Linked DNA regions of Mus musculus: regions 2, 3 and 4 are each linked to region 1. Evidence: chromatin contacts called from public Micro-C and promoter capture Hi-C data. All regions are on one chromosome and are shown on one strand. Each heading gives the region's core, a stretch centred on a gene start, on an enhancer-like site or on the middle of the called end of the contact. The rest is flanking DNA. Distances are from core to core; before and after follow the strand shown. Region 1 holds the start of Usp28 (ubiquitin specific peptidase 28). Region 2 holds the start of Cadm1 (cell adhesion molecule 1). Region 3 has its middle 44 kb from the start of Gm38579. Region 4 holds the start of Plet1 (placenta expressed transcript 1).

What was found. Promoter capture Hi-C pulls out the DNA fragments that hold promoters and counts their contacts. Hi-C and Micro-C count contacts between places; a contact is called where the count stands out from the background.
Region 2: a Micro-C map of embryonic stem cells shows a contact between it and region 1, with 5 times the contacts expected there. The contact joins the promoter of Cadm1 here to the promoter of Usp28 in region 1. A contact is called at or near these places in 2 of 39 promoter capture datasets (hippocampal neurons and liver), 3 of 484 Hi-C or Micro-C datasets (all in embryonic stem cells) and 1 of 115 datasets of contacts at active chromatin or transcription factors (astrocytes).
Region 3: a promoter capture Hi-C map of hippocampal neurons shows a contact between it and region 1, with 5 times the contacts expected there. The contact joins the enhancer-like site here to the promoter of Usp28 in region 1. A contact is called at or near these places in 3 of 39 promoter capture datasets (cranial neural crest, embryonic stem cells and hippocampal neurons), 2 of 115 datasets of contacts at active chromatin or transcription factors (astrocytes and forebrain) and 1 of 9 other capture datasets (embryonic stem cells).
Region 4: a promoter capture Hi-C map of embryonic stem cells shows a contact between it and region 1, with 5 times the contacts expected there. The contact joins the promoter of Plet1 here to the promoter of Usp28 in region 1. A contact is called at or near these places in 4 of 39 promoter capture datasets (the 3T3-L1 cell line, embryonic stem cells, hippocampal neurons and 1 more) and 1 of 115 datasets of contacts at active chromatin or transcription factors (embryonic stem cells).

Annotation. Positions count from the first base shown.
Region 1 is chr9:48,981,348-48,988,322 of GRCm38.p6, reverse strand. It overlaps Usp28 (ubiquitin specific peptidase 28), which reads right to left and starts at 2,938. Exons shown (of 25, transcript NM_001359739.1): 1 at 2,786-2,938. The coding sequence starts at 2,842. It overlaps Gm51673 (a long non-coding RNA gene), which reads left to right and starts at 3,194. Exons shown (of 3, transcript XR_003948157.1): 1 at 3,194-3,495; 2 at 3,819-3,907.
Region 2 is chr9:47,527,242-47,534,437 of GRCm38.p6, reverse strand. Cadm1 (cell adhesion molecule 1) reads right to left here and starts at 4,086. Exons shown (of 11, transcript NM_207675.2): 1 at 3,933-4,086. The coding sequence starts at 4,065.
Region 3 is chr9:50,432,783-50,440,172 of GRCm38.p6, reverse strand. No RefSeq gene overlaps it. Among named protein-coding and RNA genes, the nearest start is that of Gm38579, 44 kb to the right of the region's middle. Within about 2 kb of position 1,917, at least 42 of the 459 cell types and tissues checked have an H3K27ac peak or open chromatin away from gene starts, as enhancers often do. A contact at or near this core is called in forebrain and hippocampal neurons, where this site is marked.
Region 4 is chr9:50,490,838-50,498,603 of GRCm38.p6, reverse strand. It overlaps Plet1 (placenta expressed transcript 1), which reads right to left and starts at 4,079. Exons shown (of 4, transcript NM_029639.2): 1 at 3,858-4,079. The coding sequence starts at 4,041. All of the region lies in intron 2 of Plet1os (placenta expressed transcript 1, opposite strand), which reads left to right.

The DNA of each region.
Region 1 (6,975 bases), core at 1,689-4,188:
GTGTATGTGTGTGTGTGTGTGTGTGTGTGTTAGTTATTACTTGTAGTGTTGGCATTATTTTAAATGTCTTTGATTATAATAAGGTACTGTAGCCCAAGCCTATATACAGCAGTTAGAAAACAGACACAGGAGCCTCAAGGGTCAAGGTCATCCTCCCCTACAAAGTTGAAGGTCAGTCTGGGCTACAAGAAAACCTGTCTCAAAAACACCTACACAAAAAGTCATTTTGATGAAACAGAATGCACCGGGCCACCTGATAAGAGATTATCTGTTTACGAGCTCAAAATACAGCACTCTCTGTGTGCACAATAACTGTGGCTCAAAGAGCAGGAGAGTTGGGGAGCCAGATTACAACTTTCTAACACTCAAAAAAAAAAAAAAAAAAAAATTCACAACCTGACAGGAGTTAAGTACACCTGGGAGACTAAGGCAGGATGACTAACTCCCAAGTTCCAGGCCAGCCTTGGTCTCAAAAACCAAACCAAACCAAAAACCACAAAGATACCTCGAAGGAAAATCAGAACCAACCGAAACAGCCAGCACAACAAAGCTCAGTGAGGAAGCAGCACTTGCCTAGAATGCAGAGGCCCTGGGTTCCAAGTGGGAGAGCGGGGGAGGGGATTGTGTGTCCTGAATCCTCCCCCAACGAGTCAAGGGCATCAGGTTCCTAAGAAGCAAACTGACTTCAAGCTGTTTCTCCTACTCCAACAGAAAACTTCCCAGCAGGTTTTTACCTAAGGTGAGAACTGATTAAAACACAGGAAGGTGTCCTTAACTCACCAGTCTGGGGGATTCAAAGATAACCAAGTGTCGGCTCGGGTTCCAGAGCCCTCACTGAAATCCTGGAGAGCCTATACATAGTTTTGTCTGTCCTTTGTACAAATGACCAACTGGGGAAGGGAAAACGTGGCAAGTTTTAAATAGCTCCTGAGTGTCGGGGGAGGATAGCTCCTCTCAACTATATTAAACATCTTTTAAGGGAAAGGAGAAAGCCTTGTGAAGTCAAAAGAAAGAATCCGTCCTACACGGAGCTTATCAAGAGGAAGAAGTTATTAATACTCTCATGAAATGTCAAAGTTATGCAGCACCCACACCTTCAAGGTAACCCATGCCTCAAGCATTTTATCCTGACCTGAGAAAAAAGGGCAACGGGCTATCAAGCCTTCAAAGCTTATCATCTGTCAGCCTGGGGCAAAATCTCTGGGAATACTAACCAGTAAATGTCATCACTCCGCAGGTCGCCCGCCCAGAATCAGGCTACTGCAGCTAGCCACAGCCTGGGAGTGCCAAACCTTCCCAAAATAGCTCTGACTTTATACACAATGCTCAAACACCTTACATGCAAACCCTCAAATAGAGAGTGCTCAACTACCGGTCACTCCTCAGCAGCCTGTGACAGAGGTAAATGAAAATACCACTGATCGAAAGGCATGTGGTCTTAAATGACGGGCCCAGAACAAATTTAAATATGACTTGCTCTCCCTCAAAATAGTATCAATATGACTGTCTCAAAACCAAATCTCACCACCTGTTTATAAGTCACTGTCCCCAACACAAGTAGACTTGTGGGGAGGAAAACAGAGAAAAATACAGACCCAATGTCCAAAAGACACTGTTGAGTAATAAACAATTTTTATCTGATCGCCAAAAAAAAAAAAAAAAAAAAATCCACCTACTTTCATTTTACAGGCCAAGACTTAGAGATATCTTTTTCTACATGAATTTTAAAGAGCCTGCTATGTTTTAAACTTGTAGTCTGGGGGTGTAGTGCTTGATTATCTCATGCGATAGGCCCTAGGCTTGATCCTCAGCACCTCAAATTATTAAAATTTAACTATAGAAGACATTAATTATAGAATTTAATTATAGAGTTTTTCTTAGCAGTATCTCAAATTTTTATTCTAAATATTTTATAAATTTTCTCGACTGCAAACTCGGTATTTGAATCCTTGGTATAGGTTTTCCATTTTGTCATTTAAAAAGTGCAGTTCTTGAGGGACGAGGATGTTGTGTTACGTTATAACATTCCAAAGTAAAACTGGATGACAGTCTCAAATTGCCCACTTCCCAAGTTTCTTTAAAAGACATTATGAGCCTTTTGATTTTTTTTCCAAATCAGTGTTACTAAAGGCCCACCATCTAAGCCCTAAGAGCCTTGTAATATTTTTCAACCTTTTTATATTACTAGGAACATAGTAAAGTGCCTTCTATTCATTGTGCTTTTCTCTCCCCTCCTTCAAAACCTACAGTGATCAATGAGATAATTCGGGAAGCTGATTTGTTTCCGAGGGAAAAAAAGAACTGAATGAAAAGCGGGGCGGGAAAAGGGAGGAGTGGGGCTCCGGGTCTTTTTTGCACTTTGTTGATAAACGCCGGCTTTAAGTGAGATAACTTAAGTCTGCGTTAGCCTCAGAGAAGCCACTGCCATAAAACTGATTTGAGAGTCAGAACAAGGCACCGTGGCCGTGCTTTTGGGAAGTTTTTAGCTGCTGGGTCGGGCCCGGTGCACACTTCGGGGTGACCTCGCTGCCTACGATCTCACGTGCAACCCCTCCCGTTAGGGTCCCTAGCACCGGGTCCCACAATCCCGCTCGGAACCTTAGCTGGCTTATACACCCAGGCAACCTCACACAGGCTCGCGGACCCAGCCTCGCAAAGTCCCGGGAAGACCGGGTTGCTCTCGCCCTAGCCCGCAGGCCCCGGCCTCTGTCGGCCCTCGCCCGCTTGGCCCGCCGCGCCCCTCTCAGCCGGAACCCGGGCCCCGCTACCCTCACCCGCCGCTCACCGAGCCATGGCCGTCCGCCGCCCCCGCCGAGTCGTCCTGCTGCAGCTCCGCAGTCATGGCCGTGGTGTCCCTCCGCGTGTAGCCCCACTCTCGTTGTCGTCTTCGCCGCGGTCGCCACCGCCACCACCACCGCCCCCGAAGCCCGGGAGCACCGGGAGGCACCGCCCACACGTCCCGCCCCCGCCCGCGGCGCGCGATGGAAGCCCCGCCCACGCCAGCCCGCTCCCAACACTCCCCACCCACAGCACGCGGCAGAGGCTCCTCCCACGGCGTTCGCTGGATGCCCCACCCCCGCCAGCCGACTCCCACCCATCTTGCGGCTTGCGCCGGAGACCCCGCCTACATGCCCCACCCACACAGCCGAGGTTCCCTCTCCCAAGGCTCCGCCCACGCCAATTTAGAGCCCCGGTGGCCCCGCCCATACACTCTGCTCACGCCCGCAGCGTGCGCCAGAGGCGTCACCCACGCGCCCGCCCCTGGTTTGCGTGAGCCGGAGGCGGGGCGTCTTCGCGTGCTCTGGCCCACGTGACCGCAGCCGGGCACAAACTAAGGGGTCAGCGTCGCCTCGCCAGCTGTTGCTATTTCCGCCTTAGGTGCCCAGGAAGTGGGCGGTGAGGCCTCTGGGTTTCCAAGACTCCTTTTTTACTCCATCCCGCGCTTGCTGAGCCTTGCATCTGCGTCCAGCCTGCCCCCAGCTCCCCATAAGCTTGGTAAGGCTGCTGGGTTCCTTCTGCTGACAGATTTTCCCACCAGACCTCTTAGCCATTTCCTAATCTGGGGACGCGAAGAGAAACGTAGACTGACTCGAGTGGTTTGTATAAAGACAACTGAATGGCCAGGACCTTCACAGAGCTCAGCATCGTGTCTTAATCCTGAACAGTTGCCCCATGTTCCAAATTCCCGTTTTCAGGCCATGTGTGTAATAAGCTGTGTTGACTCTAGCTCATGCACTAAGCCACCTACCACCCCTTTTAATGTTTGGGAAGAGGGTTCTTATTGTTGGTGATATTGGTTTGGGTTTTTTTTGAAACAGGATGTCACGTGGATTGGACTTGCCTCAGACTGTGTAGCCGTGGTTGGCCTTAAATTCTTGGTCCTCTGCCTCCACCTGGTCAAATGATGGTAAGTCTTTACTGCCATGTTAAACTTAACACTTTGAGATGATCTCATTAAGTTCCCCAGGCTGGCTTTGAACTTTCTATACTTCTGCCTTAGTCTCCTATGTGGAATAAATTTGGGACCTGTGTCTATCAGGTCCATCCTTGTCAGGATTCTCTGAAGACAGAACCATTAGACTTGATAAAATTAGAATGGGAGGGCCCTGGAGAGATGCCTCAGTAGTTAAGAGCATTAAAAAGCACTGGCTGCTCTTCCAGAGGTCCTGTGTGTGGGAAGCCACATGTGCCGTTGCAGGGTGGCGCTGGCCACCACGCATAAGTTTGGGTAAACAACCAATGTGTACATATGCAGTAAAGTTTTTCACCAAGTCACTGCCTCGCCCGGGCATGATAATGAGGCTCCATGAGATACTGAGAGAATAACCAATCAGATGGGGGGCATGCAAATGAGGTATGATAATGAGGCTCAGTGAGGTACTGAGAGAGAATAGCCAATCAGATGAGGAACATGCAAATGAGGTGGAAAGCATAACCAATCTGGGTGTGAGACACGCCTCTCCTAGGCCTATATAAGCAGCAACAGTTCTGGGTGTGGGGGTCTTTTTGCCTCTGCAATCAAGCTCTCCCAATAAACGTGTGCAGAAGGATCCTGTTGTGGTATCTGCTTTGCTGGCGAGTCGGGCACTCACAAGAGTCCTGAGTTGAATTCCCAGCAACCACATGGTGGCTCACAACCATCTACCGTCTATTACCCTCTTCTGGTATTCAGTTGTACATGCAGATAGAGCACTCCTATACATAAAGTTTTAAAAAGTAATAGAAAATTATAGAGAGACTGATTAAGTTATTACTGATTATACAATCAAAGGCAGGTGTGTCCAGTGTCTGTACACACAGGAGAGCCAAATCACAGAACAAAAGAAGTCAGTACAAGAAACTTGAATTCCTAAGCCTCGCCAGTAGTAAACCGTTTATGTGGGTGCTGAGACTCAAACTCGGGGCCTCAACAAGGGCAGTGTATGCCTTTAACCACTGAGCGGTCTCTCTAGCCCCATTTTCTTTCTTTTTTTTTTTTAAATTTTTATTTGGTATCTTCCTCATTTACATTTCCAATGCTATCCCAAAAGTCCCCCATACCCACCCACCCCCACTCCCCTACCCACCCACTCCCTCTTTTGGGCCCTGGCGTTCCCCTGTACTGGGGCATATAAAGTTTGCAAGTCCAATGGGCCTCTCTTTCCAGTGATGGCCGACTAGGCCATCTTTTGATACATACGCAGCTAGAGACAAGAGCTCCGGGGTACTGGTTAGTTCATATTGTTGTTCCACCTATAGGGTTGCATTTCCCTTTAGCTCCTTGGGTACTTTCTCTAGCTCCTCCATTGGGGGCCCTGTGATCCATCCAATAGCTGACTGTGAGCATCCACTTCTGTGTTTGCTAGGCTCCGGCATAGTCTCACAAGAGACAGCTATATCTGGGTCCTTTCAGCAAAATCTTGCTAGTGTATGCAATGGTGTCAGCGTTTGGAAGCTGATTATGGGATGGATCCCAGGATATGGCAATCACTAGATGGGCCATCCTTTCATCACAGCTCCAAATTTTGTCTCTGTAACTCCTTCCATGGGTGTTTTGTTCCCAATTCTAAGAAGGGGCAAAGTGTCCACACTTTGGTCTTCGTTCTTCTTGAGTTTCATGCGTTTAGCAAATTGTATCTTATATCTTGGGTATCCTAAGTTTCTGGGCTAATATCCACTTATCAGTGAGTACATATTGTATGAGTTCCTTTGTGATTGTAGCCCCATTTTCTTAAGTGGTATAGCCACAGTTAAGTTGTTCGTGCATCACTAAGTAATCCTTAGGCTTGTGTAAGCAGCCCGGTTGAATCTCAGTAGGTCACTGTCCTGTAGCAATTTCCTCCAAATTTAACCCACTTTGGAAGGTAGCACCTTGTGCTAAGGAAATAAACAACTCAAAGGCTTCTGGTAGTCCAGGAAGTCACTAGTCCTGGAAGTCACTAGGACCCACCCTCCCCAAACATATAAACAGGACTGCTGAGATAAACTGAGCTGCCTGGAAAGAGGCTCAGGCACTTGGGAGGCAGAGGCAGGTGGATTTCTGAGTGATGGTCTACAAAGTGAGTTCCAGGACAGCCAGAGCTATACAGAGAAACCCCCCCCCCCCAAAAAAAGGCTCAGACCAGCCAAGCTACCTGCAAGAGACCCACTGCAGCCTGCCAAGAAGCCTGCAAGTTATGCAGTGTACTTCAAGTTTTGAGCTTTACTGGACTGTCACTCATGCTGGGATGGACTTTGGTGATAACAACTCTCTCTGACTCATTCCTGCTCCTGTATATAAGTAACCTCATTAAAACTCATTTGTTTGCCAAGTTGGACTTTGGAATCCTTACTTTAATCAAAATACACAATACACATGTATGACAGTCCCAGAGAGCTGGAGGAAGCTAGACAGAGTGGCCCATACCTTCAGTTCCAGCACTCAGGAAGCAGAGGTGGGTGGATCTCTATGAGTTCAAGACCAGCCTGGTCTACAGTTCAAGTTCCAGGACAGCAAGAGCTACACAGAGAAACCCTGTCTCAAAACAAAACAGGGAAGAGAGGGGAGAATGAGAATGAAGGGAGGGCCAGGTGTGGCTGTGTATGCCTATAATCCCAGCACTCGGGAGACTGAGGCAGGAGAACGGCTGTGAGTTTGAGACTAAACTGGAACTAACTGTATTGAGTCCAAGGCTAGCCTAGAGCACAAAAACAAAAGCCTATCTCAGCAAAACAAAGAACAAAGGGCACCCCTGGTGACACTTCTCTAAGTAAGGCCTCTAGGAAGGGGGTTTTCTTTCTTTTTCTTTTCTTCTTCTTCTTTTTTTTTTTTTTTTTTTTTTTTGGTTTTGTTTTTTTGTTTTTTTCTGAGACGGTTTCTGTATAGCCCTGGCTGTCCTGGAACTCACTTTGTAGACCAGGCTGGCCTCGAACTCAGAAATCCACCTGCCTCTGCCTCCCAAGTGCTGGGATTAAAGGCATGCACCACTGTCACCCAGTTTTTTTGTTTTTTGTTTT
Region 2 (7,196 bases), core at 2,837-5,336, 1.5 Mb after region 1:
AACAGGCCCAATAAGTCTCATAGAACTGATTGTCATAGTAGTACTATAAATTTTAAAGAAAAAAAAATCACTTAGCAATAATAGAGGCTGAAGAATTGCAATAATAATATTAATCTCTTATGTATAAAGCTGAAATGTACCAGGTATGGGATAAAGTTTAAAAATAAAATCCTAGAGCACCATTAATGATGATTTTTTTTTAAATCTAGATTTTCATTTTTAAAACACCCTTAAAAATAAACAGTTAGGCTGACATAATTGCAAGATATCTTTACCTATTGTTCTGACATTCATTATCTTGACACATATCCTAGAAAAATGAGATCTCTCTCCCTTCACCCAGTGCACTGTCCAATGTTGATCAGTCTCAACAGGTAGCTACCACGCAGTGTCTTCAGATGAGAGCCAACAATGGCGGCAAAGATTTCAAAAATCTCCTTTGAAACCTGAGAGAGAGCCGTTGGGGCTTTGGAGGGAGTGGAGAGACAGAGATGCAGGTAGTGAGTAAGGGACCAACTCCGGTAAGAATAGGAAGTCAGGAAGTAAGAGAGGAAGCCCCAGTGCCCTGTAAGTTATCATCTTCCCTGCCCGATACCCCTTCACCAGGAAAGCCACTGGGGAAAACTGGATAAAGCATGTACAACATCCATATGAATAAAGCTCTTTGTTCCAGAGAACTGCCTGCTCTTTTATTCCCCCCTTTTTCGTATTTGTTCATTTCAAAAGATTGCTCAATGGGTCTCTTGTTCCTCCAAAATGTCCGGGGCAAATAATGCAAGCTTGTCTCGTCACACAAGTCACTAAATGAAGCCTTGTGCGTCTCCAGTGACACACTGTAAATATAAAGTGGCATTAATGAGGGATATTTTATCGAAGCTATCACAGGCAAGTGCAAGTCCCTACTGTGACTATTCAATTTTATGCAGGAATGGCAACAATAGCAGGGCGTCACTTTTGCAAAGTCCCTGTCCCCGGTATGCAAGCCCCAGTCGACTACAGCAAGCCAGGACTAACTGCCACCTTCACAAACCCCCCACCCATCAGCCATCTTCTCTAATCCTAAAAAGAGTAAGAGCGGGTTGGACTACTACAGGTCCCTTCAGGATCCCAAACAGCAGCATGCCTGCACTCTAAACCTGACAGGAGTGATTAACAACGTGCAGGCAATCCTATTTTGGATGCACTTCATACAGGTCTGTTTCATCCAAACACCACAGGAGAGATGGGAGTAGATTTTCTCTGAGATGGGGGTGAGGGATGGGGAACAGGGAGAAAGAATTCAGTTACAAAGGCAAACAGAACCAGGAACCCAATACACAATAGCGGGACTTGGCTCGCTCAGCAAGGATTCGAATGAAACAAACGTAATGAAGTTAGAAGGTAGCACCAACAGGTTTCTTTAAAGGCAAGGAATGAGAAGCAGAGAAAGCTTTCCCTGAGAAAGCTTTAACTTAACATCTGAGGGAAAGAAGTCCTAAGGAGTCCACCTGAAATTGATCCCTGTGGTTTGGAATCTAGGGCTTTGCTAAGACTCTCTCTCAAACTGTATACATACATACATCCATGCGTGCATACATACATATACACACACATATAAACATACATACACACACACCACACTCACGACATTAAAGAAAGTCATCTCATTCCCTCGCTACAAATCAAGCCCAATTACTTTCTAATTTGAACACAATCTGATAAGCGGCGAACAAACAGGGATGTACACAAGAGCAAGAAGCTGCTTCCATGGTAACTGGCAACAGAATTTTCTTGTAGCTTTGACATGCACGGTTGAGTTCCAGACCGTTCCTAAGTCAGCACACATCCCTCGTCGGGAAGGCAACTTCTCATCCAGAGATAGTACAAATATAGTAGTGTTGTTACTACCCAGAGCCTTCAATGAGCAGGCTTGACAAGGGAGGCAGAATCTAATCCTACTCTGCTGGTTTAGTGGCATTGCATGGCTCCCATTTTTAGTCGAAAAGCAATATCCCGGGCCAGCGCTTCCCTCCCCCACCCTTGGTTCTGCAGCCAATACAAGTCTATTGTTGCCTCTGTAATGCGCCAGTTACCCAGCCTTTACTCACGCTCACGTTTAACTGACACTGGCGCTTTTTACAATGCAGCACGAGGGATCTCTTTCGGGAACACTCTATCGAACCCTTCCAGTCAGTGGCATCACCAGAAATTAAGTTGTAACCACACCGGCTTCGGTTAAACCTAATTATCTTGTAACTCATAAATTAAGAATTCACAGAAGAAAAACATATAAACATCCGGAGACAGAACGTAGCATGGAAGACAAAATTCTCAAGCTGGAATGGAAGGTGCTGCCAGGATCCCACCCTTAGAACCTCAATTGGTTCTTCAAGCCGAGTTCCTCCGCAAGCCTATTTTATAATGGGGGTGGGGGTGTCAAATCAACCAACCTGGCATCCCCTAAAATCCGAAGCTAGCACTCCCAAGCACCCCCACCCACCCCCCAACAGCACGTCTCCTGCGGTGTTTACATAACTATGTGTCCTCTAGCGTGTAAACAAAAGACACAACCCAAGCAGAAAGGCGCCCCCGGAACCGCAGGCTGGCTGGCCCAGCGCTGCATCCTCCCGGGCTGGGGGCTCCGCAGGTGGGGGATGAGCTCGCAGCATCCTCCACCACTTGTTGCTCCCAGGTCCTGCAGCTCGGAGCTGCGAGGGGTTTTGCAGGCACAGAGCCCTAGCGCATCCCCTCGCGCAGAAGCCCTCTCGCCACCGCCCGGTGCAGCTCGGTCCCGCCGGTCGCCAGGAGGCAGCGGCAGGCGGTACAGCAGCACGGGGACACCGTGCGGCGGGCAAGAGCGGCGAGGTGGCGGGAAGGCGGTCGCAGCGCGGCCGGCCTCTCCGGTGGGGAAGAGCTCCGGCTCCCTTTTGTTAGCAAATGCAAACACTGCCCTCTTCTTTCGCGACCGCGCCAACGCGCCCCGCACCGGGGCAGCCACACGCGGGGCTCCTGCCAAGCGCTCGGCGTCTTCAGGGAAGGCGCGGCGCTCGCCGAGCCGCCGCCACCCGGGCAGATTCTCAAGACGGCCGGCCACGCGGGGAGCGCCCCGAGGCCCGCAGGGCGCACGCCGGGCCGCAGAGGCCGCGAACGCCCCCGCCACCACCTGCGGGCCGCTTGCCCGAAGGACGCGCAGCCGGGAAATCCCGGATCCCCACTCGCGGCAGAGGCCTCGGTGGCGCGGACAACCTGCGGGCTCCAAGAGCCCTCCTGCAGCGGCGGCGACGAGCGGCCGCCCCCGAGCCGGGAACTTTCCCTGCCTGGATTCCAGCCAAGCCGACCCGCAGCCTAGCGGAGGGGGCCGAGGGGCAGCGTTCGGCTGGAGGGAAACACGAGAGGCGTGCAGAGCTCTCGGGCGGGGGACCTGGCTGCAGAGCGCGGGCAAGCCGGGAAGAGGACACGACGGTGGGGATGTCCTGGGGACCCGCGAAGGAGAAAGCTTCGGGGAATGGAGAATCGATCGGGGGGGCGAGCTGGAACGGAGGGGGCGAAAGCTTAGCCCAGGGACACAGGAGGACCTGCAAGTTCCAGGGACGAGAGCGAGTTTCGGAGGGTCCGGAAGGTTCGGGGCGCCTCCGAGGGCTCCCCTTCCCCCCACGCGCTAGCCCCCGGCCCCGAGCCCACTCCACTCAGCACCCCGCGCTACGCCAGGAAGAAGAGGTGTGGGTGCAGCCATCCCTGAGGGCGCCCATCCGCAGCCGGCGGATAGGAGAGAAGGGGCGCCGACCCCTCGGCCCCTTCCATCGCAGCCCCGACTTTCCTTGCCACGCTCCCGCCGCTTTGGATTTAGGAAGTGGGGGAAGGTTGTCATGGAAACGTCCCCCCTTCCATAGCTACGGCTCCTGGGGGTGCCCGGGGGGGTTTTCGGGACCAATCCGCGGGTGCCCACAACCTACCTGTGGGGATCAGTGCCGCGGCCGAAAGGAGCAACAGCAGGAGCCGGAGCCGGAGCCCTGGAGGCGCCGCCGCCGCCGCCACAGCCGCTGCCGCCGCACACTGGGATCCGCTCGGCAGCACAGCACTCGCCATGTCGGGCACCTGCCTCAGACTGGCGGCGGTGGCTGCCTCCCGAGCCCGAGCGGACAGCTAATGAGATGCTAATGAGATGCGCTGGAGGCGGAGTCAGGAGCGACCAATCGTGGCACCTCGAGCCCAACCCGGCTCTCCGAGAACTAGCCCCCTCCCCCACCCCGCCCCCTGGCGCTAGCGTTCGGCCGCGCGCCCGCGCCACCTAGGGGCGGGGCCGAGGGGCGGGGCCTATGCAAATATGTTTACGTTAAAATTCGGCCTCGCTTCCCCGAAGGAGGAGAACCTGTACTGGCCCGCGTCCGGCTCGGTGGCTGGGGAGGGGGTTGCGGCTTCAGGAGGCGGGTCTCTCGCTTTCGTGCACCTTTACTAGGAACCTTTACGCCACTCGCCGCGGCGGACTCCTGGTCGGAGAGTCTGACCGCGAGATTCCTGGGCCGGGGCACTGCGTGGGCATCGGCCTATCGAAGTCATACGTTACAAAATTTCCTTTCCCTCACCTTGCACGAAGGAATAAGATCTTTGGGAAACCCGGGAGTGGAGAGTGCGAATGCAGGTCCCCGGATTGACAAAACAATCTGAGAGAAGTGCATGCGTGCTTTGCACGTCCGGCGGAGCAGGAGAGCCCGCTCAACAGCCTAGCGGCAGACTAGGGGATAGTTGGAAGACTGAAGCTGTGGAGTCGGGGTTCTGGGATTTTCAAGTGGATGTTTGGCTGTAGATTCTGGGGAAAGGTAAATCAAGGTGGGTGTGCTCAGGCTTCCCAGCTTGTTGGAAGTGTCCTTCCCATGTTTAGTAGATTATAGCATATAAGTAATATGGAATATTTAAGATTACACGCACACAAAAGCAAAAAAAAAAAAAATCTACCGGTCAGGGTCGTGGGGAAGGGAATGTAGGGAACCGAGGCAGTGATAGAGTCAGTCGAGTTCCTCTTCCAGGGCTCGGTTCAATTCCCTTCTCTCCTATGCTTCCAGTCCTTTCTAAGGCATCTAGAGACCAACAGGTCCTCACTTTAGTTGTGTCTCAGAGAGGTTCTCCCGCTGACGGGACTTGCATGCATCTCTGGACACACTTCCTCCCTCCCCGAAATTATCTTTGATTTCTTTTCAACAAGGCAGCCGGCTCTCTTGTTTGTCTGCCTTTTAATTACTTATTTTCTTTCCCTCTAGAAGACCGTGTGTGCTCTGACCCTCTGTTGCTCAAGCATCAAATTGAAGGACGAGCCGTATTAAGTGTAAAGGTTTATAATAATTTAAGTATTCATAGAATGCAGAACAATAAGATGTAGGAAATACAATTTGCATAATAAATATCAATATCACAACAGCTAAAACAAACCATGACAAATTATATGTGGCTAAATGACCAAGAGATTACTGAATGTAAATTGCTGAATCTGAACTATAGTCTAGAAGAGCTGTACCAAGCCCTCTGTCCTCATGTTGCAAATAAATTAAAAATAAATAAATAAATATCAAAAGGAAGTTAAGATCGGCCAACCCATCAAATGAGTTACACATTAAAGCAGCCTCATATTATCCATTATGCATAAACTAATTTTCGAAACTGCCCTGTCTCCACATCCCTGGATCTTCTGCTCTGTAATTACAGGCCCCAATGCACGAACTGCAAGCAGTCCTCCAGAAGTGGAGAAAGCTCCAGTAGGCAAATCACAGTATACGAGGCAGAAAACCAACACCATGTGACCGCCAGGATAATGCCCAGTCTGCAAAAGCCAGAAGTGAAACTACCTAGATTAGACGTGATACAAAGCAGATTTCTACCAAAATCAGAATGAAAAACTCAGAGACTGTTTATTCTGACAACAGGACAGGACGGACTGCAAAGTCAGATCCTATATGTCAGCCACAACAGTACAGAGCCGGACACTCAACAATATTCACTATTCTTTATAGTACTGCTACTATAAAGACCTTGAGCTGATATCAAGTTTATAGTTAACAAAGGACTATTGTGACCTTGAGTTCTTATCAAGAAATTCTTGTGCACAATCTTCTTTAGTCTCTGAAACTACCTTCAAAATTGATACTATTTATTTTCCCCATTTTTTTAAATATAGCATGGTTAGAAAAATTAAGCACCAGCCTTTTAAAAAAAATCACAATTTCTAATTGCAGACAGAGAGGCAGAGCCTTCACAACTAACCACGATGCTGCACTGTGCCTCAATAAATATGTGTTAAGTGAAGGAATACATTTCACATCATGATGCATGAATAATAAGCAAAGGAGAGCTGTATTTTTAACATAAGGTGAAAATATGCCAGCAACCCAGAAACGTTTTTTGAAAATAACAGGATTGCAGCAGACTCCTAAGGAAAAGCATTGCTCCTGAGGCTGAGGCTCCAAGAGAATCTAGCCAGGCCCGAGTCCTCCCACTCTCAGCACGCAGTATGGGGGACATTGGAAGATGTGGAGTGTTTTCGTCTCCCTTCATTCTCTTGGCACATCAAATGAACACCTACTCAAATTTCCAGTTGGCAAAGAACAACATGGGACATTTCTATAGGAAATGCCAATGCTGTGTGGCTTACCTCACTGGAAGAATGCAAACGCCTTTAAAAATTTCCTCAGAAATGCCACCTGCCATGGAGAAGTTGAGGAAGTTAGCCCATCCAGTTTTACCAGGTATGGAAACTGAGGACTGATAGCCTCTTCTTCCACACCAGGATCTTCCTGAGAACCAGAGGTGAGACTCCTGGACAGAGCAAGCTGTTGTTCCTCTATCCCCTAACCGTACTCCCCTTCCACCCCCTCCCCACTTTCACACCAAAGATGTCACCAAGCATTTTAACATATGGAACATGTGAGGAGCGCATCAAATTCCCACAGCCGCTAAGTACAAGTTATGACTAGCCTGGCTTTCTCATAGTAAAGCGCGTCATTTTCTGCTCCGCGGACTAGAACTCATCGCCAGGAACAACTTCCAGCATTTTCCCCTCGCTACATGGATTGAACCAATTTTAAAAACCAGATGGTGTTTTTGCCATTTATAACTGATAATCAATTGTTTTGTGAATTTAATTTTTTTTTCAAGAAAGAACTGAAATACTTATCAGAATTACAATCTGGGCACAACTTGTGTTAGAGCGAAGTGCCAGAAGTACCAAA
Region 3 (7,390 bases), core at 668-3,167, 1.5 Mb before region 1:
CTGTGTTCACTCACAGAACAATCACTGTATCATGGCGGAGTGCTGGCCTCCGTTCTGTGGACGAGTCTTGGCTTTCATAAAGCGCACATTGTCTCAGGGAGACAGAAAAGAAGAAAGCTGAAAAAGAAGCAGGCTCATTGCAGACATTGAGGGGATGCAAGGGCAGGCTGATCTGAGGAGAGTGTTTGGGTATGGGGCCTAGTGGGCTTCCGGATGGGTAGGGTGGTTGTACTGGAATGGGGATTCCAAGACTAAGCGCTTAAGCCTGCTAAAACCTGGAGAAGTGCCACCGGGGCAAAGAAACCAACAGGACAAAATATATTGTGGTGGGAGGAGGCCTGGCCAGTTCAGAGGAAGAGAGAAGGTCTTTGCAGCAGAGCTGGGGTGCGTGGGGAGAGGTGAGACCACATGTAAGGGTAGCGCCAAGCTGTTCCCAAACCTGGAGCTGAGGGTTTGGGGACCTGCGGTGACCCCACAGCTGTGTTGGATGCTAAGGAGTCACATGTTTAGACAGTCCCACAGAAAAGTCGAAGGCCTAAGATGACTCTATGCAAATGACTCACCAGCTTAGGACGCTGTATGGTCGCGGCGGCAGAATCCATGCTCCTTTTGATACCTGAGTTTTCAAACTCAGTTGATAACTTTTGATGCTGACTTTTCAGGGGTTGCTGAAAGCCAGCGTACTGGTCACTTTTCTCACTAAACACCAGACGAGAGCAATGTAAGGAAGAAGGAATTTGTGGATAAAACACGGCCGCAAGGGCATGAAGCCTATGGTTTCGTTGCATCCACAGAAAGAGAGAGCAGCGCGCCTGCGCTAGAAACCTGGAACGTCAATATGGGAACCAAGGAGGCAGCCAGTGTCTAACTTACTTCCAGGGTCCGAGAAGCTCTGCAGGATTCACTAGCCACACACCCCATTCCAAAGTAGCTGTGACTAAGAATGAAACGAAACCATCCCTTCCAGTTTGCATGTATTCTTTTCTTCTAGTGGCTACACAGTCTTTAGGATACAGACTTTAGAGTAGGCTTAACTAGGTAGGAGACCCAAAGAGGCTGCTGGGCAAGTTGGTGAAAATCTTTCTTATCCCAAGGGCAGAGGCTGCTGTCTGTTTTTTTTTTTTTTTTCCCCCATAGACTCAGGTGTGTGTGTATATGTGTGAGCCTCGGCGCCACCTATCTCTCCTTCCCAGCACTGGGGTTATAAACATGCATATGTAAAGCTCTGTTCCTGGCCCCGCCCACTTCAGTTGCACAGCCTCCAGTGCCTAGCATTTCCGTAAGTCTGGCTCCTTGTCTATTAAGCAGGGTTAATATTTATTTTTTTATAGGCTGTTGTGAAGACCGCAGAAGATAAGACACACGATGAACAGTCGTGTATTTGAGTCAAAAAGGTCATTTAGATCTACTGCTCTTGTGGGTCTCCAAGCTGCCTTACTGTTGGGGATACCTGGGGGAACTTGTGATAGTATTAATTAGTTTATTAATTAATAGCTTCTTGGTTTCTGCTCTGGGGAATTCTGACATTTGCATCTGGGTTTAAACGACCTTTGCCTGTATTTCTTTGTGCCCCCAGGATGTCTCAGCTAAGGGCTAGCTTCTAGCTTGCCCAGATTTGTAGGTCCTGGTGGCTATGAGGTACCTGGGAGCCAGGTGTGTGGTCTTTAGGGATCGATCTGGGCTAAGAAGGGCGAGGGGTACGCCTCTGGAAGGAACCCAGGAGAAGCTAGGCATAACACATACATCTGCAAGTCCAGTTTGCAGGGGCAGCACTAGTGACCTGGATAGGACAGGAAGATGTCTCCTTCTTCAGGAAGCTTCTACAAGTAAAGTCTTCTTGCAGGGCCAGGGCCTCCTTGAGAGCGCTGCTCTAGACAGGCAACCGACAGGTGGCAGCAGCGGCCCATAAGCAGCCAGGGTGCAGCCCCAGCAGGGAGGACCACAACACCAGGGCTCGGGTGGGCGCGGCTCCTCTTCTGGGCATGGGGCTAGGCTGACCCTGCAGGGAGAAGGGTTCCTGGGGGCGAAGACGGTCTCAGGTGCAACGTGAGGCAGTCCGATGCGTCTGGGAGGGGGCTGGCTTGGGAGCTGGAGTTAGATCAATCCGTGGGGCATGACACACCCTGGTTTAGTCCTTATGATTTGTGGGAAGCAAGTCATGGAGCTAGGTACCCCCAGGCTTAGCCAGGGTCCTTGGTACACTGCTGCCTCGGTGTGGTGTGAAGACTTGTTTGGTTTGTGTGTATGTGGGGTAGGGGGGGCAGGGGAGAAAGATTAAAAAGAAACCCCTGGAGATTAAAAAAAAAAAAAAAAAGAAAGAAAGAAAGAAAGAAAGAAAGAAATACTGCCCTTTCTTTAAGACTCCTTAGAGCTTAGATTTCTCAGGCTTAGTCAAACCATTCTAGGCAAGAGAAAGGTTAGTGTAGAAACTGCAGATGCTAATAGGATGGGCGGTCCTTTAATTGGTCCCTGCCAGGCAAACCCAAGACCAGCACATTGCCTGGGAGGGTCAGGATTCTTTTTATTAAAAAGCTGGTTGCCCTGGAGGAGCCTCCATCGGATCTGTGAAGGTTTAGGGGGGTTGGTGAGCTCTGAGGACAGGATGGTTAGTTTGGTGTCTTTGCTTTATTCTCATTTAGTTTGTGAAAAAGGCAGTCTCTGTTCTCATACTTCAATAAATTATGGACTTATTCTCTCTTCTCTCTCTCTTTTTGGATTAGGGAAATGGCATGGTAGGCTCCAATGAACTTTAAGCCAGAAATTGATTCTTCTCTGCCATTCATCATAGTAATTGGGAAAAATAATTTTCCTCAGACTCATTTGTAAAATTGGGAACAAATGTTACCTGGGAGGATGGTTCTTGTACTGTCTGCCTAAGTGCTCTCTGGTGTGTGACCATAGTTACTGTGGAGAGCTGTCCCTATAGCCTGAGTGAGATATGCTAGGGATGACACTGGACAAGATGAACATGGGTCATCATGAATCTGGCATCAGGTGGATCTGCCCATGGGTGTGGAAGGGCCCACACTGACCAGGATAATGCTGAGCCTTGGAATCAAGCTTCAGGAATCTTTACAGAGAAGGAATGGAAAGAACCGATAGGCGGCGTCTTAGTTAGGGTTTCCATTGCTGTGAAATCCTACCATGACCAAGGCAATTTTTTTTTTTTTTTGAGACAGGGTTTCTCTGTATAGCCCTGGCTGTCTTGGAACTCACTCTGTAGACCAGGCTGGCCTCGAACTCAGAAATCCGCCTGCCTCTGCCTCCCAAGTGCTGGGATTAAAGGTGTGCGCCACCACGCCCGGCACGACCAAGGCATCTCTTAGAAAGGACAACGCTTAATTGGGGCTAGCTTACAGGTTCAGAGGTTCAGTCCGTTATCATTAAGGCGTGAAGCATGGCAGTGCCCTAGAAGACATGGTTCTGGAGAAGGGGGCTCTACATCCTTCTACTGAGAGCTCTACATCTTGATCCAAAGACAGCCAGGAGAAGACTATCTTCCAGGCAGCGAGGAGGAGGGTCTCAAAGGCCACCTCCACAGTGACACAATTCCTCCAACAAGGACGCACCTACTCCCAAAAGGCCCCACTTCCTAACAGTGCCACTCTCTGGGTCAAGCACATTCAAGCCACCACAGGCAGCAAGGCCTAAATACCACTTGGAGATGGGTTCTTTGCAGACTTCTTCAAGGAACTTAATGTTCTGTTCATAACAAATATAAATATTCTTGTCTGTTGGGTGGGAGTACCTCACTGCAGAGGCCAAGTGTTACTTTAAAGACCAGCCCCTGCTCTCCTATGTAATGCATTCAAGGTTGTGGCCACGATGGTACATTGACTAGAGTCCAGCAATGGCACCTTACACTTATGCACAGGTAGTACTGAATGGACTAGTTAAAAAAACAAAGAAGAAGAGGGTGTGAATTTGGGAGGTGTAGGTGTGTGTGTGTGTGTGTGTGTGTGTGTGTGTGTGTACATTGGTGTGTCTGTGTCTGAGGGGAATGGGGTGAATATAATCTAAACACCTTGTATGCATGTCTAAAATTACTAAAGAATAAATAAAAAATTACATGTAGGCAGTTTCCAAACAGCGTTTCTTTTATTAAAGCATCAAGATGTTTGATAGTCTTTACCTTTCAGCCCTGTAGAATGAAGAAACCGTGTGGTTTCACTGTACTCTGTGTCTCCTGCCTTCATGAAGGTTATTGTGTTTAGGGTCTGAGTTTCTAGCTAATCACTTTTTTTGGTGTTATTTGGCTTTCCATTCTAGCGTGTTTTTGAAATTATTCTGTCTTGTAACCATGCTTTAACAATCACGTGACTGATCTCTACATTGAATGGATCCCGTGCCCATTGCTTATGCTTGCGCCTCTCTCTCTCTCTCTTTCTCTCTCTCTCTCTCCCTCCCTCCCTCCCTTCATTCCTTCCTTTTAAATTTCCTAATGTCAACTCATCACTTGAGAAGTTGGAGTGTAAATTAACAAAGTGATTTAAAGAAAACGTGAGTGACGGGCGTTCTGAATGTGGCTCCCTTTGAAACACTAGAGCCTATGGAGAGGACATTCTTGGGTCTGTGTCTTTTTCATGTCAGAGGTCACTAGCTTTATTGTTGGAGAAATGAACCAGGGCCAGTATGATTTTATTCCCTTATGTCTTTTTTTATTGTATTCTTCTTTCTTCTTCTGCTCTTCCTCCTCTTCCTTCTTCTCCTTCCCCTTCTCCTTCTCTCCCTTCTCCTCCTTCTTCTCTTCTCTCCTCCCTCTGTCTGTCTCTGTCAGGTCATGTTGTACATGAAATTGTTTATTACTGCTGCTGTTTAGAATGAAGAAACTTGCTGGAATATTTCTGGACATGACTCTTCCTTGACTCCTCTTTAACTTCTCTTCTTCTTCCTTCACACACCCCCCCCCCATTTTGAAGTGGGTGGCCTTTCTGTGTTGCCCAGGCTAGCCCCAAATGCCTGGGCTCAAACTATCCACTTTCCTTAGCCTCCTAAGTAGCTAGGCCTAACAGTGACACCTACCTCTTGTTTAATTATTGATATCTCTGTTCACAGCTTCCTGTAGTGTTGATTTCTGGAGTGTTCTCTTTTATTATACATTCAGTTGTGGCTCCTCTTTCCCATTCTGAGTTCTTCTTCAGAAACGTAATCCTTAGATTGAGTTTCTTTTTCTCTTGCTATTGTCTTCTGACAGTTATTGTTTCTACTAGTGTCTAATGTAATTAGTACTTCTAGTATTGATTATATTTTTGAAACCACAGTCTTGTAATTTTATTTGAAATATTTTAAGATGATCTCCATTTTGAATTGGTTTTAGTCCAGTCCTTAAACTCCTAGGATCATGTGGCTCTCTTGTTCTCTGACTTCTGAGTGGCTGGGACTACAGGCGTGAGCCACCATACCTGCCTCGCATGTGCACTGACAGCACATTCCTTTATTGCTTGCACATAAAATTGTAGTGCAATCTATGACATAATGCTATAATTATAGCCCTGTGAAATTGCTAAATTGATCCCACCAGCCTCTCATCTTGATCCGTTTCGTCTATTCTTGAGGACTTGGCAGTGTCTTTTGTCTTTATTTGCTTTGTTTGACATGTAATAAATATATGTGCATGTGTGCCATATATGCATATATATATATACATATATATATATATGTATATATATATATATATATACCAGCTATAAAACATAACAGCTTCTGTTCTTAGGTCTTGTAAGACATGTGTTTTTTTTCAACCCCCCCCAAGCCCCAAAGGGTGGATTCCAACCATGACCCCACTAACAGGCCTTTGCTCCAGGAATACCAAATTCCACCCTGCTGCTCGAATTCTATACCTTTCTATTTGTTCAGTAACTCCTTGTTTCAATGCCAAACCATAGTGGAATCTTTTAAAAGACATTTTAAGTGGCAATTAAAATCACATGTAATCACAACAACGCACATAACTCAATTAAAGAGCTCACAACAGGCACAGCTGAGACCAAGTCCATCCAAGCCTGGCCGTGACAACCTTACCATGACAGCTCCCTGGCACACTGTGGCTGTCAGAGGCCACTGCCTGCCTGCCTCTACCCACTTTCAGAATCATTAACTTAAAGAAAACAGACCCTGTGGAGTCCATGAAATAAGATCCTTCTGACAATGTTTGTCATCCGCAATGCATCTTGGGTTGGATATCATATCCAGTCTACTCATGTATTGCCTCTCACATACAGTTTTTGATTGTTTAATACATTATATTTTTACTTACGAACAGCCAGTAGGCCCATGAAAAAGCTAATCATCAGAAATGCAAATTGAGCATTCTGGTTTGTTTTTCTGCTGCTTTAATAAACATCGTGATCAAAAGCCACCTGGGGAGGAGAGGGTGCACTTCACCTTGCAGCTGTAGCCCATCATCAAGGATGTCAGGCAGGGATTCAGCAGGGACCTGCAGCAGAGACCATGGAGACTGAGGTTTGTGGTTTGCCGCTCACACCAGCTACTCCTTTTTAATACAGCCCAGACCCACCTGCCTAAGGACAGCAGTGGGCGGGGCAGAGGCAGGTCCTCAGCTAATCAGATGGAGGCAGTTTTTCAACTGAGCTTCCCCCCAAATCTGTTAAGCTGAATATTAGTCATCCCAAAAGACATCACCCATACCATTAGAATAGCTGTTATCAAAAAGATGAGAGAAAAGTATTGACAAAGATGTGAATAGATTAGAATTCATGTATAATGCTGAAAGGAATGTAAATTAATATAGCCATTCTGGAAAACCATGTGGATGCTCTTCAAAAATTAAACACAGGAGTGCCATATTATTTATCAATTTCATCCATATCCAAAAGATGTAAATCAGCATGTTCAAGAGATGTCTATATTCCCATGTTCATTGTGTAGCTTTTTATAATGGTCAGAACATAGAATAATGTAAATTTTCCATCAGTTGTTGGATGGCTCAGGAAGACGTGGCATAAAATACCGGCCAGCCTCATAAAAGGATAACTCTTTCTTGCAGCAACGTGGATGAAGTAGAAGATGCTACCATTAAGTAAAATAATCCAGGCATCAAACAATGCTTTAGCTCTCGTGTCTATGTGGGATCCACGATGACTGACTTCATAAAGAGACCATAGGATGGCATTACAAAGGTCTTTGGGAAGAGCAAGATTCTTGTCACAGAATGTAACTGGCAGGGGGAGTAAGTTCAAGAGATCTGGACTATGTGGGGTTATTCATATGCTAATTAGATTGATTTAGCAACTTCTAAATGCATGTATATTGCTAACAATCATGTTTAGCAACTATATTTAAGTTTATTCTATTATAATATTATATAAATTAATATAATAACTTAAAATTTTTGTCTTAGATTTACTCTTGACACTGCCTTTCAGGTAAA
Region 4 (7,766 bases), core at 2,830-5,329, 1.5 Mb before region 1:
GACCTCAGAAATGTTGGTTCCTCCAGGTTATTGAAGGTGGGGGTTGGGAAGGACAGGGGTTTGACTAGGTATTAAGACACTGAGGCCTGAGCCACAGGGTCTTAATTCAAGGGCCAAATTACCTCTTAAGGTTTTTCTCTACTCAGATGAGGTCTATGACCCAGCCTGCCTACACTTACAGGGGACCTTGCTGACATTTTATTAATTTCAACATGAGGCTATTTTAGTGTGCCTGTTCCCCCCCCCCCCCCAGAAGAGCCTATACGAGTAAATTCCTCAATACTGGACCATTTCCGTCTTCTGAAACTCCTCCCAAAGCAAAGCAAGTGGATCCAGTAGCAGGTCAGACAGTCCTGGATCTGCATCCCAGCTCTGGTACTTAGGGGCAAGACTGGTCACTTCTTCGCTCTGGCTTCTTCTTGCTCAGTGGCTACTGTACACAATTTGTGTATTTCGAAACAGGATCTCATCCTAAGCTGGATTCAAACGTAACCGAGGCTGTCCTTGAACTCCCGACTCTCCTTCTTGTGTATAGACACTGCAGGTGTATGCTGCCACACCTGCTTTATAAAATGTAGAACAGTGAACCCAGAACGAGGTATGTGTCAGGCAAGCGTTCTACTAACTAAGCCACATCTCTGACTGCTACACTTTTATTTTTTTAAGTTTCCTCTTGGTGCTCACCATAGCTCTGTGTCTGGGAAATAACATTATCCCTCATAGTAAAAGCTCCTGTTAGGACTAAAAAGAAGATGCTAACACTTGTGGTTCATATCAGATAAACTGTGATTGTTATTACTAATTTAAGCACATTGTATTTCCTCGCCCTGGTTTGCTTTGTCAGGAAGGTCAGCTGGCCCAAATCCTACATGTTCTGAGTCACTCAGAGAGGAGGTGACTTTTGTCTCACATCTCTGCATGGTGGTGTAGCGGAAGGTGATACATAATGGTGTCATCTAGATAGCCCCAATCCTCTCAGCTCTCCATATGTTTTCTCCACAGTTCCTTTTCTGCTTCCCTTTTCACTGTGGGCTCAGCTTTCCTTCCTTCCTCCCTCCCTCCCTCCCTCCCTTCCTTCCTTGTACTTAGGGTCTTTGGATCTGTGACCTCAGTCTCCCTTGATTGGATGCCTTGAGCATTTGGCGGTCAGACCAGACTTCCTCATATAACCTGTTACGTGGGATGTATGCCCGTCTACCTAGAGAATCTAAACCCTCCTGCCATCTCATTCCTGTCTCTTGGCTGTCAGTGATAGTACCCAGCACACTTTCAGGAACCCAAGAGTCCAGCCTCCCTCCTCCAGCTGCTGTCTCCCACCTCCACCACCCTTGCCCCCAGCTGTTCTGCAAAGGCACCTGGCTCTTATCTGACCCACACCTGGGCCTGGTTTGTTCACGTCTGCAGCCTGTCTGGAACCTTCCTTCCCTGTTAGCATTCATCCCATACCCACTTCCACAGCCAGATCTCGCTCACATCCCCGCCTCTGGATTAGCTTACCCTCTTTCCTCCTCATATCTGAAACATTCACAGCCTTTCTCTAGGACTGAATACTTGATTATATTTCATGGTTTCATCAGTCAGCATGCAAGCAGCCCAGTGTTTGGCACCAAACACTTTTGATTGATTCTAACGCCCTGCTTCAGGGCTGGGGCGAACTGTTGCTTAGTAGTAGAGCATTTGTCCAGCATGTTTGAAGCCTTAGCTTCTGTCTCTGGCACTTAAAATAAAAGTCCTTTATCCAGTGGAACTCACTGTTCTAGAAGCTGGAGGGTTGAGGAAGTAGTGTTGACATCCTTGTCCAGAGAAGTGAGCAGAGGCTGACTTAAGCAGTGCCTCAGGCTTCTTTCTTACAGGTCTGAGGGGTAGGGGTGGGGCTGGGGTGAGCCCTCTGAGACGCTGGCTAAGCTGTGCTGTCTCTAGGGTCTGCCAAGCCGTTTATCTGTGGTTTGCTAGCGTTAACACTATGTTGAAACGGTAAAGGGTCTCAAACCAAAGCAAGGAAAGGTGGCTGTCTACAGTAAGCCTGAGTCGGGGCCACTGCACTCCGTAAAGGTATTTGTAAAGCCTTCTTTGTAACTGTAGGTGTGGAATTGGGTCCCTCTCACTCCCATGGACAGAGGATTTTTTTGACCCTCAATTTAGAGCTCAAACACATTTTGGATTGAAATGGAATCTGAAAAAGAGCAGAGCTAGCTTAGGCACTCGAGGAAGCTGAGGTCTTTCTCTTTCCCGAGGCTACTGGGACTTTTGCGGTTGCCCTTCCCCCACCTCCCCCCATTGTCTTGTGTTTTCTCCTTCTTGTCTCCCTCCTTTCAGAAAGGCTCCCACATCTTCATCTTATCTCTCCCTAGTAGACTTCTCTTTTTCTCATTTCAGCAGCAGGCCCTGTCTGTCTCCTGCTGTGCCATCTTACAATCAGGGGCCTGCGATCGCCCTGGCGGTAATGGATTCATACACACACTCACCTAGTGTTCATCTTGAATTACAGACTTATCTTCCCTGCTCTGATATGAAAAGGCCCACTTCCCAAGGGGATGGGACATAGTCCTGTTACAGCAGGAGCATTTGCTTAGTGACCGTCTCCAGGAAACAGGAGAGAGACAAGCAGCAGAGTGGGGAGGTCTGGTGTGGTGGCTCACCTTCCAGGCTGGGACTCTGCAGATCACGCGCACGCAGTCACCATAGTGACCTCTGCAAAGTTTGCTTAGACTAAGAGAGGAAGGGTGGCGTAGGAGCTAAGAAGGCTGGCTGGCTTTTGGCTAAGTTCCTTAGGTTCAAATATTAATTCTGTTGCGTTCTAGTGACCTTGGGTAAAAACTTTACTTCTGTATGCCTTCTTTCTCCCCTGGATAATGGAGGTTAATAATGGCATTTCCCCCTTAGATGTAAGTCATGTTAGCATTATAATGCAGATGTACATAGAGTGCCTCTGTTCCCACAGCACTCTATCTGGAGCAAGCAGGTGGCTGTGGGGGAGGTGGGGTGGGCAGGTGAGAGAGTAAAGGCACTTGCTATGGAAACCTGGTGAGTCTCAGACCCACATGCTCGTGGAAGGAGAGCAGCAACTCCACAACTCCTTCCGGCCTGCGCAAGAGTGAGGGGTCATGCGCATGACTGTGTGCACACACATGCACACACCATAAGGGTGTACACACTTATAATAATAAAAAAAATTTAAAAATCAACTGAAGTTGCTTTAAAAAAAAACCAAATAGATATATGAAGCTTGGTAGGAAAGCATATTTCTTGACTAACAGGTTTGACTAATTAGAAAGCGTGTTTTTAACTTGTAGGTTTGTTGAATCCCATAAGGGAAAGTTATGAAATACTTTCCAGATACTTCTAAGAAAAAAACCATTAGATTAAGATTGAACAACCAGGACTCAAAGATCTTCTACTCCTTGCTGGCAAGGGGTCTCCATCAAGTCAGGCAACACCTCTGCCTTTCAGGCCCCTCACATACAAGGCGGGCTACTGATATCTTCCTCTAGTTTAACTTGGCTTTTCCCATACACTAAGCTCAAGTTATCCTTCCTGGCGTCCCGCAGGGTACAGTCATTCTGTCAAGTGGCTGTAAAAGGACAGTAGACTGCAAGAATTCCCTCAAAAATAAACAATGTCCGCTTAACACAGCCTTATGTTGCCAGGGTGTGATCTGCCTGGGGCTCAGTTTACCCCACCTGCGATTCAGTTACGGACAGGAAACTAGAGAAAAAGTCCTCCGGGTCCACGCTGCCACCTATCAGTCACCACTCCCCACTTTCCATCCTGTCCACACACACATACGGACCGTAGGAAAGTCTGATTCAAGCTCCACCGAGAACAAAGGGGCAACAGAATGAGCGCCTTTGACATACCTGTATAGGTTACATCCCCACCAGAGACGTTAGCCATAGTGCTGATTTCCAAGATGTCGGAGGTGTAGATGTTATCAAGGACCACGCAGGACCCATTATCACTGGCAGAGAGGGAGGGGGATAAGTGCAGAGCCAGGCACAGGAACAGTCCCAGGTGTGGAAGCAAGGAGCGGAGCGACAGCATGGTCCCGGGCTGTTTGGGTTGCAGGGCCTGGCAGTAGTAAGACTAGGTGTGACAGGCTCCTGTTTATATGCTCTGGGGCTGGAGCTTCTGGGTGAGGTCATGCATGCAAATCACCCTCCCTCCCTCCCTCCTGAAAACATTGCCTTCTGGAATTTGGCTCAAGACATTACCTGGATGAATCACCCAGCCTCCACTTTTGTGACCAACGATCCTCTACCAATTCCAGTTTTGCTCAAGAAGAGTTCTGGCCAAATTATTTGACACGGACCCCCGTCTCAGCACCTGCTATCTGAAGAAGTGGGAAAGGCTGGTGAGGAGTGCTAAACACGCCCTAAATAAGTGGAAGTCCTAAATAAGTGGAAGTCCACAGTTGAGTAATTACCACGTAGGTGGTCTGCTTGGAAGGCGTGCTTTCCTCTGTCAGAAACTCAGGCTTGGGTGCCCTTTTTATCTCAGAACATTGCAGAGCTGTTTCTGATGTGACTCCAGTTTCCTCCTCATCTCATGACTAGCCTAGAGCTGGAAAGACTGGAAATTTATTTACCTATTTTTAAATTACATTTGTTGATTTTGTGTGTGGGTCAGGGAGATAGGAGGAGGTTGCAGAGGCCACTGTGTGTGTGTGTGTGTGTGTGTGTGCAGCAGGAGGTCAGAGAACAACTACTTTCAGGAGTCCTTTCTTTCCTTCCATTACATGGGGCCTTTAGGATTGAACTCAGGCTGTTAGGTATATTGGTAAATGTCTTCAGTCACAGCCTAGACACGTGCCTTACTTATTTATTCTTTAGACAGAGGGTCCAATGCACTCCATGCTTGCCTTGAGTTAGTTCTCTGTACATTCGTAGAACCTTGAATTCACACATACACACGCACACACGCACATATATATATATGTATAATTTAATTTTTGAGACAGGTTCTCACTATGTAGCCTTGGCTGGCCTGAAACTTGCCATGCAGCTCTGCTTCCCGAATGCTGGGATTAAAGGTGTGTACAACCACACTCAAGATGTATTTTATTTCTTTACTCCACGTTTGTGTGGGTGGGTGTGGCATCTGCATTGGAGAGCAGTTGCCCTGGAAGTCCAGAGGCACCAGATCTCCTAGAACTGGAGTTATCAGCATTTATGGATGGTTCTGAGAATGGTCCGCCTGTCCTCTACAAGGGCAGTTTAGCTCTTAACCACTGAGTCATAGCTGTGACCTTGAACTTCTGTTCCTCCAGCTTCAACATCCCAACGTTTGGGATTACAACGTGCACCATCACAACCAGTTGAAACCGGCACTGGTGACTGAATCCAGAACTTCCTAAAAGCTAGGCAGGTTTTACCGATGGAGACACATTTGCAGCACCTACAGTTTTATGTATTTATTTGGAAAGAAACATTTAGGTCCACATTGTTCCTGAAACTTCCCTCCATAGTACCAGAGCACAGGGAAATGATTTTTTAAAGTTGGGAAATAATTTTTTCATATCCCAACCTCTCCTAAAATGTTATAAATTACCCACTAAAGGAGATGAGGGAGAAGGAGGCTACTTTGTAAATAGAAAAGAAATAAAAATATTATTGAACCAAGGCAATAGCTTTTAAATTTTTAGTTAATTTGTGTATGCGCCCCCCCCCAGTGTGTGTATATGTGTGTGTGTATGTGTGTGTATGTGTGTTTATGTGTTTGTATATGTGTGTGCATGTGTGTGCATGTGTGTGTATGTGTGTGTAGATCAGAGGAGAACTCGTGGGAATTGGTTCTTTCCTTCCTCCATGTGGGTTCTGGGACTTGAACTCAGGTCATCAAGCTTGGTGGCAAATACCCTTTACCTGATGAAGCATTTATAGGACCTGAATCACAGTTATATTTTTAAGTGTCCCCTTAAGAGAAACATAGGGTCTTGGGTTGAGGAACTCTGGAAAATCTGTCTAACATTAGCAGTGGGAATATCCACAATAGTGGTCAAAATCTGCCTTTCAGAAACTTTTAGGGATTAACCAAAGGTTTTCAAATAATCTGGAAACATTAAAAAAAAAAAAAAAAAAGAGTGGCTGAGTGTCATTGGAAACGGTGACAGTAGCATCTTACTTAGCTTGTCTGGACCCACTCTCTAACCTCATCTCCATGGCGGCCACTGAAATTGACAAATCTACTACAGCAACTATGGAGACCAGAAGACTGTACCTAATGGAAAGATCAAGGAGAGAAGTCTCCTAAAATGGTCACGTAAGTCTCTGGGGGATGATCTGTGTGACCTTCCTGGAATCTGTTTGTAAAGTTGCTTTCTTAGAATTTACAATCAATCCTTTTGACTGGATTCTGAATTTTCTGTATGTTATTAATAGAGTGTTGGTCAAAGATAGTCAGTGGGAATTTTAAGCATTGTTACCAGACAGTGACTCCATGTGGGACCAAGAGATTGAATTTTTAAAAAACATATAAAAGAGTTTTGAATGCTGCAACAAGTCCCTGGGAAGCTAGGTTGTGTGCATACATGTGACTAGGGAAGCGCCGAGAAAATCCCTCTCACCTTTGACTCTGGTTGAGACAAGTGTCACAAACAGGAAGAGGAGGCTAAGGTTACAGTCATATAACAGCCTGGCTGGCCACAGAAGACATACCCCAAATACAGAGGGAGGGAAGCATACAGAGAAGCCTGGGGAGGATTCTCATTTAAAAGACTGAAGGGAATTTCTTCTGTCTGTTCACTAGACCACACCTAAGTTAACTAAATGGAGACTGGGTGGGGGTGGGGGGGGTACAAGTGCTAAGGAATTGAGTCTCATAGAATCAATTTCAGAAACTCAGTAGCCAATAGCGATAGCAGCAACAGCAGACAACAGCTGCAGAGGGTGGAGGAAGTCAGAGTTTAGAGTTGATGCATCATAGTTTTTGAATGTTCAGTCTTCAACAGAGAGTTCCGAGATGGGGGCTGGGAGTGTAGCTCACTGATTGATAGAATGTATGTCTGATTTACACAAGAACTTGAGTTTGAGTCTCAGCACTGGAAAAACAAAACAAAACAAAACAAAACAAAACACAACAAAACACAACAAAACCAAAACCAACCAACCAAACAAAACTACAGTACATATGTTTTAAAAAAAAGGTCCAGAAAGAAGGAAAAATTTAGCAGTAAACAGAAACTGTACTTGATGAATCCAGTTATTGGATTTAGTAGATAGTATATTAGTGTATTTAAAGGATTAGGAATTGTGTCTAAAGAGTTAAAGGAAGGTATGTAATGTTGGTTCTGAGCAATAAAGAGTAATCATAAAGAGACAGAAATGTTTTAAAAATATAAGCAAACCAATAGAAATTCTGCTGTTAAAAGTCCAATAGTAAATTAAATTAATTAATTTTTGAGATAGGATCTTATTTTATAGCCCTGGCTGGCCTTGAGTTCCCAGAGATTACTTGTTTCTGCCTCCTGAGTGGGGGAGATTAAAGACATGCTCCACCATAGACTGTCCCTGTGGCAGTTTGACTAGGAATGGCCCCATAGTCTTACACAGTTAAATGCTTGGTCATTAGGGAGTGGTGCTTCTTTGACCTGGATTAGGGGGTGTGGCCTTGTTGAAGGAAGTGTGACACTGGGGGTAGGCTTTGAGGTTTCAGACACTCAAACCAGGCCCATTGTCTCTTTCTTCCTACTGCCTGCCAATCCAGATGTAGAACTCTCAGCTACTCTCCAGCACCTCTGTGAAGCCTTGCTCTCTGCCATGAAGAGAATA